Linked DNA regions of Sus scrofa: region 2 is linked to region 1. A link is a contact called in public Hi-C data. All regions are on one chromosome and are shown on one strand. The core of a region is the stretch at or near the end of the contact, and the rest is flanking DNA. Distances in the headings are between cores, read along the strand shown.

What was found. Hi-C and Micro-C count contacts between places; a contact is called where the count stands out from the background.
Region 2: a Hi-C map of liver shows a contact between it and region 1, with 3 times the contacts expected there. The contact joins the promoter of BTBD9 here to the promoter of CMTR1 in region 1. A contact is called at or near these places in 1 of 5 promoter capture datasets (liver) and 1 of 47 Hi-C or Micro-C datasets (liver).

The regions. Positions count from the first base shown.
Region 1 is chr7:32,997,669-33,004,272 of Sscrofa11.1, forward strand. CMTR1 (cap-specific mRNA (nucleoside-2'-O-)-methyltransferase 1) reads left to right here and starts at 2,831. Exons shown (of 25, transcript XM_001924210.5): 1 at 2,831-2,992; 2 at 5,187-5,324. The coding sequence starts at 5,192.
Region 2 is chr7:34,119,508-34,126,111 of Sscrofa11.1, forward strand. It overlaps BTBD9 (BTB domain containing 9), which reads right to left and starts at 3,090. Exons shown (of 12, transcript NM_001243303.1): 1 at 3,021-3,090. LOC110261680 (a long non-coding RNA gene) reads left to right here and starts at 3,374. Exons shown (of 5, transcript XR_002346133.1): 1 at 3,374-3,969; 2 at 5,693-5,803.

The DNA.
Region 1 (6,604 bases), core at 1,581-4,080:
ATGCTGCAGGGTGGCCAAAAAAGAAAAAAAAAGATGTAGCACAGGAACAGACAAATAGATTAATAGAAATAGAGAGCCCAGAAATAGACCTGCATAAATATAGCCAACTGATTCTTTGACAAAGGAGAAATGGCAATACAATGGAGCAAAGATAGTCTTTTCAAAAAATAGTACTATGGAGTTCCCGTCGTGGTGCAGTGGTTAACGATTCCGACTAGGAACCATGAGGTTGCGGGTTCGATCCCTGCCCTTGCTCAGTGGGTTAACGATCCGGCGTTGCCGTGAGCTGTGGTGTAGGTTGCAGACGCGGCTCGGATCCTGCGTTGCTGTGGCTCTGGCGTAGGCCAGTGGCTACAGCTCCGATTCAACCCCTAGCCTGGGAACCTCCATATGCTGCGAGAGCGGCCCAAGAAATAGCAAAAAGACAAAAAAAAAAAAAAAAAAAAAATAGTACTAGAACAACTGGATATCCAAATTGAAAAAAAATGAACCAAGGTGTTCCTGTCGTGGCTTAGTAGTTAATGAACCTGTCTGGTATCCATGAGAATGAGGGTTTGATCCCTGGCCTTGCTCAGTGGATTAAGGATCCGGTATTGCTGTGAGCTGTGGTGTAGGCTGCAGACATGGCTTGGATCCTGTGTTGCTGTGGCTGTGATGTAGGCAGTTGTAGCTCCAATTTGAGCCCTAGCCTGAGAACCTCCATATGCCATGGCTTCGGCCCTAAAAAGACAGGAGACAAAAAAAAAAAAAAAAAAAAAAATTAGCAGAGACACAGATCTTGCATCTTTCACAAAAATTAATTCCAAATGGATCATAGAACTAATTGTAAAACACAAAATTATGAAACTTTTAGAAGAGAACTTTGGCACAAACGTAGGTGACCTTTGGTATGATTATAAATTTTTAGATACAACATCAAAGGAATGATCCATGAAAGAAATAAGTGACATACTGGACTTTGTTTTTTGTTTTTTTTTTTTGTCTTTTTGCCATTTCTTGGGCCGCTCCCACAGCATATGGAGGTTCCCAGGCTAGGGGTCCAACTGGAGCTGTAACTGCCAGCCTACGCCAGAGCCACAGCAATGCAGGATCCGAGCTGCCTCTGCGACCTACACCACAGCTCACGGCAACTCCGGATTGTTAACCCACTGAACAAGGGCAGGGATCGAACCCGAAACCTCATGGTTAGTTGGGTTTGTTAACCACTGAGCCACTATGGGAACTCCAGTTTTTTTTTTTTTTTTTTTTTTTTTTTTTTTTCTTTTAATGGCTTCACCTGCAGCTGATTGAAGTTCACAAGCCAGGGATGGAATCCTAGCTGCAACTGTGACCTACTATGCAGCTGCAGCAATGCTGGCTCTTTAAGCCACTGTTCTGGGTTGGGAATCAAACTGACAGCCTTAGCAGATACTCTGGCTGCTGCAGAGACAATGCCGGGTCCTTAACCTGCTGTGCTACATCAGGAACTCCAGTTGCTTGTTTGTTTAAATCACTTTGGTTTTGGGGAGAATGCACTACAGGGATCCCAGCTGGAGACAGGCACAATGATTTGGAGATTACTGGAGAAATTCTGATGAGAAAGGGTGACTGCACCATTGGTGGCAATGGGAATGGAGAAGAGTGGACAGATTTGAGAATTAGTAGGTAAATTAATTAGTAGGTAAGTGCATATTGGTGCCTACAGGGAATGAGGAAGGTTGGGCCCCCCTCATATTTATGTTTGGACCAATGGTGGTGACTCTGACAGGAAAAAGAGCAGGCTTATGGGTGAACAGAAGGTCTGACCTGAATTTATGGGTGTGAGGTGACCGAGTGGGGATGTTCGGAAGACTTTTGGCTACGTTGGTCTGAAGATTGGAAGAGAGGTTTGGCATTGGAAGCCATCTGTGTCCATATGGTAAGATGGCATAGGTGGCACTCCTTTTTTCCTCAGGATCTTTGTTCCGTATCTGCAGTGGATGTACCATATGCTGCACGTTGGGGATACAACGGTGAACAAGAAGACTGGGTTTCTGGAGTTCCTGTCATGGTGCAGCAGAAAGGAATCCGACTAGGAACCATGAGGTTTTGGGTTTGATCCCTGGCCTTGCTAAGTGGGTTAAGGATCCGGTGTTGCCCGTGAGCTGTGGTGTAGGTCGCAGACACAGCTTAGATCTGGTGTTGCTGTGGCTGTGGTGTAGACTGGCGAAACAGCTCCAATTCGACCCCTAGCCTGGGAACCTCCACCAGCGGCCTAAAAAAAAAAAAAAAGACTGAATTTCTGCTCTCAAGTGTCTTAATCTATAAAATTAAAATGATCTATAAAATCAAAATAATAGTGATATTAAGAGAGATGAGTTGGAAGTTCCTGTTGTGGCTCAGCAGCAAGACGTCCGACTAGTATCCAGGAGGATCCATGAGGACGCGGATTCCATCCATCCCTGGCCTCACTCAGTGTATTTCCGATCCTGCGTTGCTTGAGCTGTGGTGTAGGTCGCAGACACGGCTTGGATCCTGCGATGCTGTGGCTGTGGTGTAGGCCCAGGGAACTTCCATATACCGCAGGTGCGGCCCTAAAATGCAAAAAAAGAAAAAAGAAAAAAAAAAGAAAGAGAGAGAGAGCTGAGTTGAATTCCGTTCTCGTTCCCAGAGCAGAAAAAGATACTTGCATACTTTAGCTTTTATAACCTGTTCGGGCTGGGTCTTTTGCGCAGGCGCCCTGGACTGCCCTGGGGGCAGGGGGTGGGGCGGGCCTGAACCGAGAGCTCTGCCCCGGGGCCTGGGCCCGGGAGGGTGGAGGGAGTGGGCTGCCCTGACGTCATCAAGCTGCGCGGCCCGCAGGGCGGGACCCAGAGCGCGACAGCGCGGCCGGCAGATCCGGGCGGGCTTGTGGGGAAGCGAAACTGAGGGAGGAGGCGGCTCTGGCAGCGGCAGGGCCAGGCCTGGTGGCGGCGGCATCGGCGGCCTGATTCCCCCCTCTCCGCTCCTTGGCAGCTCGCCCTCTTCCCTCAGCGTGAGTGCCGACGCGCGGCCCGGGGGGAGCGAGCGGGCGGGCGCGCGGGCTCAGCATCCACTCCTCTGCCGCTGCCTCGGCCCCCCCACCGGCGGTCGTGACCCTCACCGCCCCCTCTCTCTCCTCTCCTCCCTTATACCCTTTCCCCCCGCGCCCTCTCCCCAATTCTCCAGCTCCGCGCAGCCCGAGCTGCTGCTGACAAACGTCTTGCGCACACATTCACACACTCACGTTATCTACAAATGAAGACTGGCCCGGGGTTTATGGGAGCTCTTCTCTTACCCGTATGAATAGGGATGGCAGTGCAAAACCGAGGCCCGGGGAGGGAAGACTGGAGAGGGAATTTGAACCCTTAACCTTGGGGAGCAGCAGGTAGAACCAGGCCTTCTGCCTTCCACGTAGAAGTTCCCTGCCAGGACACATTCTTTTGCCCTGTGTAGGTCACTTGAGCTGGGCACTGGTTAGCTGTGTGGCCTTACCCTCTCGGGCCTCAGTTTTTTTTTGTAGTGGAAAAGGGGAAGGTTGGGTGAGGTGATTTAGGAAGGCCCAAATCTATGGTGGTTTGGGAGGAGCATCAGTCTCCTGCTTTTCGCACACTGCTTCTCCTTTCCTTTCACCCACCTAAACCCAGTTACTGAGTGCTTCCAGTCTCCCGCAGAGTCGCTAAGAATCAGAAGGCCAGTTTTTGCTTAAGTTATAGGCCTTTTGGGGGGCCTTTTTTTTGGGTGGGGGGGAATTTAAGACCGCCCTTTAAAGTGAAATGTGGCGCAGCCTGGTTTTGCTTTCTGTTTATTCAACGGTCTCCCGTTCTTTCTACTGGCCCAGGGTAGCTCCTGCCTGTCCCTAGTAAGAGGCTGCCTCCTTAGGAAGGATGAGATTTTTTTTTGTTGGGTTAGCCGACTCATCCTTGAGCTGGAGAGAAGTGAAAGGTGATTCATGTTTGAATCATGAAGGGATCAGTGGTATCTTTGGATCTCATCACTCTCTCGCTGCTGTGACCCATGCACCTCTCCTCTACCAAGGAATTGCAGCCCAGGTGGTCACCCACCTGTTTTGAGTACTTTCTCTTTTCTGAGTTCTCTTACAGCAAACAGTAGAGTGTAAACCACACTGTATTCACTTCTACTTTTGCTTTTTCTTTAATTTGATCGTTCATTAAGCTTTCAGGAATCTCATCATCACTTTATTTCATCTCATTTTTTTCCCCCTTCATGCCCTCCTCTCATGCTTACTCATGGGCATGGATGATGGTGACATGGTGCCTTTGCTGTTTCCATTCTTTTTTGTGGACGTGGGGTTCTTGTCCTTAAAATTATTGTTTCGGTACATAGGTCCTAGGATAGGCTATCTCCGGTCCCACTAGTTTTCCCATTCTTCTGTTTTCTCGGTCCTAAGTCAACCACAGCTTCCATTCCTTACTCTGTTTAAAAAATTTCCCAATTCTTCCATGTTTTAAACATCCTGAAGTAAATCAAAACCCAGTATTTGTATCATACTGTGTAATCTCTCAATTGTCCTGGTACAATAATAATAGTGATGAGAGCAGTCATTCTAGGATGGTCTTCTCAATCTGGAAATATATTTTCATTTTATGGCCACACTCGTAAGCATATAGAAGTTCCCAGGCTAGGGACTGAATCTGCGCCAAAGCTTCAACCTGAGCTACAGCTAGGGCAATACTGTCCTTTAACCCACTGCACCTGGTCAGAGATTGAACCCATGCTTCTACAACACCCAGAGTTGCTGAAGTTGGATTCCTAACCTACAGCACTACGGCTGGGAACTCTGGAAATATTTGTGGATAGTCATTAGCTTTCACAGTTAATTTCCATTGTACAGTGGTGTCACACATGGGCAATGTTGTATGAAAAATGTAGAATAACAACCGCCTATGGTGTTTTTCCCTCTATGGCTTGTGGAGTTGATCTATGACTTTGGTATCTAACACCAGTGGCCCAGGGGCTTCTGGGTCTGTGAACACCACATTATCCAATAAATTCCACATTTTTCAATCAGAGCTTGGCTAGTGTCCTTCTTGGACCTCATTCTGAGGAAGAAGCTACTCAAGTGCTGGCACTGCAAGCTGTTTGGGGTTGCCAGCTTTCATCCCATTGATGGTTTGTATTTTGGAGTCCCTGCTGTGAGCCTTGTGGCTCTGACAAGGGCAGCTGACTATCTGGATTTGTGGTTGCAGTAACAATGAAGAGGAGAAATGATCCAGAATGCACTGCCCCTATCAAGAAACAGAAGAAAAGAGTTGCAGAGCTTGCTCTGAGCCTCAGCTCTACGTCTGATGATGAACCTCCCTCCTCAGTCAATCATGCGGCAAAAGGTAAGCCTACCTGTGTGGTCAGAGGCCACTGACTGTCTGGTTGTTTGAATCCCTGATGCCTGACTTGGGCAGAATACTGTCCACGGCCCCTTGAGGAAAATTAGGCAAATGCTACAGAGATATTGGCGGCAGACTCTCTTCCCTTCTACCATCCTCCTGCAAAGAGTGGGGAACTTGTTTTAACTAAAAAATTGGAATTTGGGCCGCTGTGTCTTAATTCTGTTGCTGGTCCTTCAGCAGGTGACACTCTCTTGCTCCCTTAATCCAGGTGGAAGTAGTGGTGAGCATCGAGGGCCCTGTGCTCTTAATGCTGTTAATGATCCTGGGGCTCTATCACAGGGCTGGGCTCTTTGCTGCGGTGATCTGCTCTCATTCCCCTCAGGTTTTTGCATTCTGTTTCCTCAATTTTCTTAGTAGTTAATGGTCAGAAACACATCCAAATGAATTGGAGCATCCTGTATTCACTGTTTATATTAAGCTCTAAGGATTTCACTGGTCTGGTTGAAACTAGCACTTTGCTTTGCCTGTTTTTTAGGGTTGTAGATGTTCACAGTTTCCAAAGGTGCTTTCTGTGAGAAATTATAAAGTGTGTGTCTTGAAGCTTGCCTGAGATACCAGACAATTGGAGGTGGCTCCCTTTGCATTTGCCTTGACTTGCCAGCTGTATTAATTTCCTCGGGCTGCTATAACAAAATACCACCAACTGGGTGGCTTAAGACAACAGAAATTTATTTTCCACACTTCTGGAGGTTAGAAGTCTAAAATCAAGGTGCTGGCAGGGCCATTCTCCCTCTCAAGTCTCTTAGGAAGAATCCTTCCTGACTGCATCTAGCTTCTGGAGGTTGCTGGCAATCCTTGGTGTTCCTTGGCTTGTAGCAGCATAACTCCAATCTCCTCCTCTGTCTTCCCTCTGTGTGTGTCCGTGTTCGGATATCCCTGTTCTTATAAGGACATCATTTAGTGGGTGAGGGCACACTCTAATCCAGAATGCCCTCTTCTCAATTTGATCATATCTGCAAAGACCCTGTTTCCCAATGCCATGTTCCCAGGTGCTAGGCGGTCATGACCCTCGGACACTGTTTAACCCAGTGCACCAGCAGTCTTGCATTTTGGATCCTCTGGTGGATCCCTGGTAAATTGAAGTGAAATTTGGTGACAGATTGGTGACTGAAAGAGTGTGAAAAATCCATGGAGTATGGTAGAAAATAGTTTATTCTCAAGTTGTGGGCTAACTGTAGGGCAGTTACTTATCAGCTGTACCAAGTAGCTGGTCCAGAAAG
Region 2 (6,604 bases), core at 1,840-4,339, 1.1 Mb after region 1:
TCATAAAAATTATGATTAGTGTTTGTCTCCTCTCATGAATTCCTGGTAACTCAGGTATACTGCATTTTATTCTTTGTCTTCCTAGCCAGCACCCAATAAATATTTGCTGAGTTATTAAATAATGCAACATTTGGTGTTGCAACATTACAAAGGTTGGCAATACAACTTCAGGTTTATGCAACAGTCAAAAGAATGCTCACTTAACAAAAGATGAAGACTAAGGGTTCAATATTTAGCAACAGCACCTTTAACTTTCTCAAATCTTTTTGTCAATATTTTTGAGCACCCTTTCTTCAAATGACCCTTTTCCAGCTAACATTATTTGTATTTTTACAAGGTCAGCGGTAACTACAAACTTCATAGGCCACTAAAGGAGATAATCCTAAGCAAAACTGTGTCACCGAGAGTGGCTGGATAATTGCTTTGGGTACATCATTTCAGGAAATTTCCAATGGATCAGCCCAAGCACATCAGGTAGATTTTAGAAATGAGGACATGCGCTGCTGACTAAGTACAGAAGATACAGACACATTAGTGAGGCATTTATTCTAATTAGTAACTGAAATCAGAGGTATATTGTACCTCTGATTTGGTTCAACTACAGTATTTGGTTCAATCTGATTCTGGTTTAACTACAATATCCTTTCATTTTAAGTAAAGATAACACTTAGTCTTGTCTAAGACTCTACTTTGAGTAACACAACTCCCACCCCTCTCAAGCAGGCTCTATCTTGTTATCAGTGGAATGGTGATAAACCTGCCTTAGTCTTAATACTTGCCCTTCCCCACCTGCTAAACCTTATCTTCCCAAATCTCCCCTATCAGAGACTTCTGCTCCACTCATAGGACATGTAAAGTGCCTCAATATATCACCCAATGACCAAATTCACAGTTTTCTCAACATACGACTATCTCTTCTCTAAGAGAAATTTCACACTTCTTTCAAAGACAAGATCAGGAGTTCCAAATCGTTAACAAATCCGACTAGGAACCATGAGGTTGCGGGTTCAATCCCTAGCCTTGCTCAGTGGGTTAAGGATCCGGCATTGCCATGAGCTGTGGTGTAGGTTGCAGACTCAGCTTGGATCCCGAGTTGCTGTGGCTCTGGCATAGACCGGTGGCTACAGCTCCGATTAGACCCCTAGCCTGGGAACCTCCATATGCCACAGGACAGCCAAAAAAAAAAAAAAAAGAAAATCCAGGAACACTGGCACCCAGCTTCCCAAAGAAGACAGAAGTCTAGTTCTCTGCCCTAGAAAAGGCAAAAAAAAAAAAAAAAGAAAGAAAAAGAAAAATGACAAAGACAAGATCAAATCTTACCTCTCCCAAAGAATTCACTCACTCAGCCCACAAGTCTTATCTCTTCTAAACTTCTACTACACTCAAAAGTATAGCATTTCACATAACACCTGTTTACACACCTCATTTGGTTTCATAATTATATTACATGTTTTATTTTCCTAGCTAGACTGTTTGCTTTTAAAGGGGGAAAAAAAAAAAAACAGGTCTTTTATGTCATTTGTAATCCCACAATCCTCTTCCCACATATAGCATAATAACGGGCAGAGGGGACAAAGGTATTAACTACTTGAAGGACTGAGTTAAATGCTTGCTATACACTGACCCATGACTTATCCGTGGTGTCATATATAATAAATATTTATTACGTGCCTATCCTGTGGCAGGCACTTTCGTAGGTACTAGAGATATGGCCCTGAAGAAAACAAACATGATTTCTGTCCTAAAAGGTATTGTATTTCAGCGCGCAAGATACTGAATTCCAAGTAACGGAGCAAGGTTGTCACTGGTTCCAAGATGAAAGAACCTCAAGCAACATACTTTACAGATCCTCAGTGATGCAACTGAATCACAGAATTTTAACGCTAAATGGAAAGTTACAAGTTGTTTTTTTTTAATTTCCTGCACAAATCATGATTAAATGTCAGTATAGTCTCTTTCTGCCGGTTCTAGGCACTGCCTTCATCAACAGTCAGAAAAGGCTGACTGCTTTTCTACCTCCCATACTCCATTCTCCCAAGCATGGTCACTACACCCATCACACATCTACCCACGAGGGAGTCCAGCGCATCAAGAAGAAAGCACTGGACTGATAATTAGCTGCACCTTTCCAATCAAGCTTGTAAGACCATCTACATTTTCTAGCCCACACGCCGAACAGAATCTGTATTTTCTGCCTAGTAAACAGCAAGCCTCCATTACTTTTAAGAAAAACAAAAACCACCGCCTCCACACTTCCTTGGCCCTAATAATGACAGAAGAGCAACATAGTTTAGGGAAATAAAACAGGTGATTTGAGTATAGGAAGAAGAACCATAGATGGCTATCTGTCCCTTGGCTTCAAAATCTGCAGCAACAATGTGATAAAAATGCTCAGGGCCGCCAAAGTTTTGTGCGTGCATTAAACACGTGCACACACCCATGAAGTTGGAAACACCAGGCAACAGGTTGGCCGCCCCCTCTACACTGACAGATCGCCTTCCCCAGGTCGTGGGTGTGTCTGATGCCGCACGCAGGCACAGATTCACAACTCTCTCCATAACAACCCTCTCCTCCTCGGGGCCCAGCCAGGGCAGGGGCGTTGAAGGCCCCAGCAATGCCAAACTTTCCGAACCCCAATCACAGCGTCCCCGGTTCCGCCTCGGCCAGGTCTCGAGGGGCAGCAGGTGAGGCTACTCCGGGAACCCGGGCTTCTCGGGATTCCGACTTCTCGGTCCGAAGCCTGGCAGAGCCACCCCGAACCACCGCCCCACCCCGACGCCTGCTCCCCACGACACCTTTCAGGACTAAAGAGGCTTCGCTGATCCCCGGCTGCCGCTTGCCAGAGCGCCCGCGCCCAAGAATTGACCCTCGTCAGCCCCCGTCCCCGCTCTGTCCCCGCTCCTTCCCCGCCCCCGGAGAAAGCGGCTGCGGGGCATGGAGGGGAGCGCGTCCCCGCGCCCCGGGCCCGCGCAGCAGGTGCGGCCAGGCCCCACCTCCCCAGCGAGGCCGCGGCTACTCACTCCCACGATGTTCCTCTGCGACCTCGCCGCGGGCACAGACGCCTCTTCCGCCCGCTTCGCACCCCCCTCGTAGCCACCGCCCCCTCGGCCGCTGCCGTCACCGCCGTCCTCGCCACCGCCGCCGCCGCGGCGCGCGTCCGCTCTCACGCACACCGCCGTGGCCGCGCACGCGCCTCTGCGCGCTGGCGTCACTTAGCAACCGATCGGTGGCGGGCCCGCGGGATCCGGGGATTTAGGACCCGGAGTTACCTCCCGCGGGTTTTGCGGCTTACCCCACCCGCGAGACCCGCTGCCCTCTAGAGTAGGGGGCCCCAGGGTGTGGCCGTCCTGCCGGCACCTGGCTCAGGGTAAGTCATGTCAGTGTACGTCACTGTTTGGCGTAACTGATTGCGTCACTGCAAGTGGGAAGGTCCCTGTCGCAATCGCTGGGGCGCCCGTGGAAAGAGCAGCGGCCTTGTCCAGAGTTGGGAGGACACCACGGCCAGTTCTGCAGCGTTCAGGAAGTCTCTCCAAAGACTGGGACCAGAAGGGGCTGAGTGCACGGCTAATGTGGAAGACCGCTGAATGACACTCGTTCACTAGCAGCAGCGTGTGACGGACCTGGCCTAATTCCCCAGACTGTTTCCTCATTTTATAAATGAGGATAACTACCCATTCTGCCTACGTTGGAGAATTGTGCGGCTAAAAGAAAATAATGTATGCAAAGGTGTTTTTAAAGTATAAGGCTCACTGGACTTTAAAACATCTTTTTTATAAGAGAAAACAGTCGGGCAAGAGCAGTTAAGAGCCTGGACTTTGGAGTCAGGGAAACCTAGGTACAAATCTGATCCTGCTTGTTGGACAGTCAATTCTGCTTGATCTGTGGGCAAACTGGAGGTCCGGGGTGTGGGGATTTGGAGACAATAACTGGAAAGCATGCTTAATTCCAGACAAAGTTTCGTGAGTAAAGGTATGCAAGTGAAAATGGACAGAAAGAGCAAAGCTTGAGGCAGAAGACCATTACGAGGTCATAGCTGTACTCCACATAAGAAGTGGTCAGAGGCTTAACCAAAGCATTGGCAGTGGGAATAGGCAGAGGAAGGGATAGAGGTGAGCACTGTTGAGGTAGTAGAGTTGACAGCACTGAGTGAGGGAAAGACAAGTAGGCCAAGTTTCTAGTATGGGTGCCGGGGTAAATGGTGGGGACATTTAACAAGATGTGAAGAAGAATGAGTCTAAGTTATCTACAAGTTTCTTTCTTTTTTTTTTTTTTTTTTTTTTGTCTTTTTGCCTTTTCTAGGGCCACTTCCGAGGCATATGGAGGTTCCCAGGCTAGGGGTCTAATTGGAACTGTAGCCACTGGCCTATGCCAGAGCCACAGCAATGCGGGATCCGTGCCACATCTTCGACCTACACCACAGCTCAAGGCAATGCTGGATCCATAACCCACTGAGCAAGGCCAGGGACTGAACCCGAAACCTCATGGTTCCTAGTCAGATTCCGTTAACCACTGAGGATTCGTTAACCACTGTGCCACGATGGGAACGTCTATAAGTTTCTGATCTAAGGTACTAGATAATAACAGTGACAGTCCGAGGAGGATGATCAGATTTGTGGGATATGATGATAAGTTCAAAAATGGATATGTTGGGGAAACATTTATTCTTCACTCATCATGTTTCCTTCAATACAAAGTAACATTCATTTGTACATAATATAATCCTGGCTTCTCACTGCACCTGCCTCCAGCTCACTCCTCGCTGGAGCAGTGATTTCCTGGCTGATGAAATTAAAAGGAGAAAATGGATATGTGTAGCCCATACCATTTTTTCTTCTTAAAGCTTCTGGAGTCCCCTCATGGCCCAGCAGGTTAAGGATTCAGTGTTGTACTGCTGTGGCTCCAGTCACTGCTGTGGCACAGGTTCAGTCCCTGACCCAGGAGCTATCACATGCTGTGGGTGTAGCCAAAAAAAAAAAAAAAGAAAGAAAGAAAAAAGAAAAGAAGAAAAGAAAGCTTCCATTAGGGAAATTTGTGTTCTCTGATTCACCAGGAGCAGGGCCTAGGGGTGGGATTGAGGGTGCCTAGTCCAGGAATACAAGTTAGTAAAGCTATTTTTTTTTTTTTTTTTGTCTTTCTAGGGCTGCACCCATAGCATATGGAGGTTCCCAGTCTGGGGGAGGGGGGGGTCAAATCAGAGCTACAGCTGCCAGCCTACGCCAGAACCACAGCAACGCCAGATCCGAGCCATGTCTGCGACCTACATCACAGCTCACGGCAATGCCAGATCCTTAACCCACTGAGCAAGGTCAGGGATCAAACCCACAATCTCATGGTTCCTAGTCTGGATTCATTTCCTCTGCGCCAAGACTGGAACTCCCCTATTTGATTTTAGACTTTAGCATTAGGGAGCTCTGCGTCCACAGGTAATATCCAATACCAACTTTGTTAGTTATAGTATACAGAATTATGGTCCCTGAAAGAGGTTCATGTCCTAATCTCCAGAACCTGTGAATGTCACCCTACATGGCAAAAGGGACTTTGCAGGTGTGTTAAATTAGGGATCTTGAGATGGGTTATCTTGGATTGTCTGGTGGGCTGGAGGCAGGAGAGTGGGAGTCAGAGAATGAGATTCAATGATGAAAGCAGAGGTCAGAGAGAAAGATTTTAAGAATCTGCACTGCTGGCTTTGCAGATGGAGCCAAGGAATGCTGGTGGCCTCTAGAAGCTGGAAAAGGCAGGGAAACAGATTCTCCCCTCAAGCCCTGCCAACGCCTTGATTGTAGGATCTCTTATCTCCAGAACTGTAAGATAATAAATTTATGTTGTTTTAAGCCACTAAGTTTGCGGTAATTTTTAACAACAGCAATAGGAAAGGAATATATTCAATAATAAAGATGATAGTTTGTCTCTTGCTGCATTCTCTTTTACCTAGAGGAAAAAAAAAGAGATAGAGAGAACGCAATTTATTAGGCTCCCTCAAAGACAACTGCAATGTAACTGTAGCTTGATGAAGGGAACCTTTGTACCCAGAGGGAAATATCCTATAAGCAGCTGAATTAACACAGGTCTTTGAATGAGGAGAGACATTGAGTTAAAAGAGATTTAGAGGACATTAACTTACAATTGGTCATTTAAGTCCTAGGCCTGGATGAGGTCAATCAAAGAACATAGAAGAAATAGTACAGAGGATCCCGGGAAGCACTTCGTTTAAAAGGCAGTGGCAGATGCACAGAAACCCACAGTCTGAGGGACAATGCTAGAGAGAGAAAAGAACCAGGGGAGTGTAATGCCTCTGGAGGCAAGGGAGGAAAGAACTGAAAAGGGGAGATGGAGCCATCTGAGCCAGAGACCACAAATAGGGCAAGTATATCAAGGGCTGAAAAGGATTGGATTTAGCAACACAAATGTGGCTGGTGACCATCAATAGCAGTTGTAGTGAGTTAGTAGAGGTAGACACCAAATTCCTGGGGTCTGAAAAGCAGGTCACTAGAGTGGATTGGCATCTGGACTAGTTGGTGGGAGTTTGGGATTTTAGTCTTGGTTCTAGCTGTTAACTAGCTAAGTAACCTTTGGCAACTTGGCTATTCCAGGCTTGGGTTTTTCA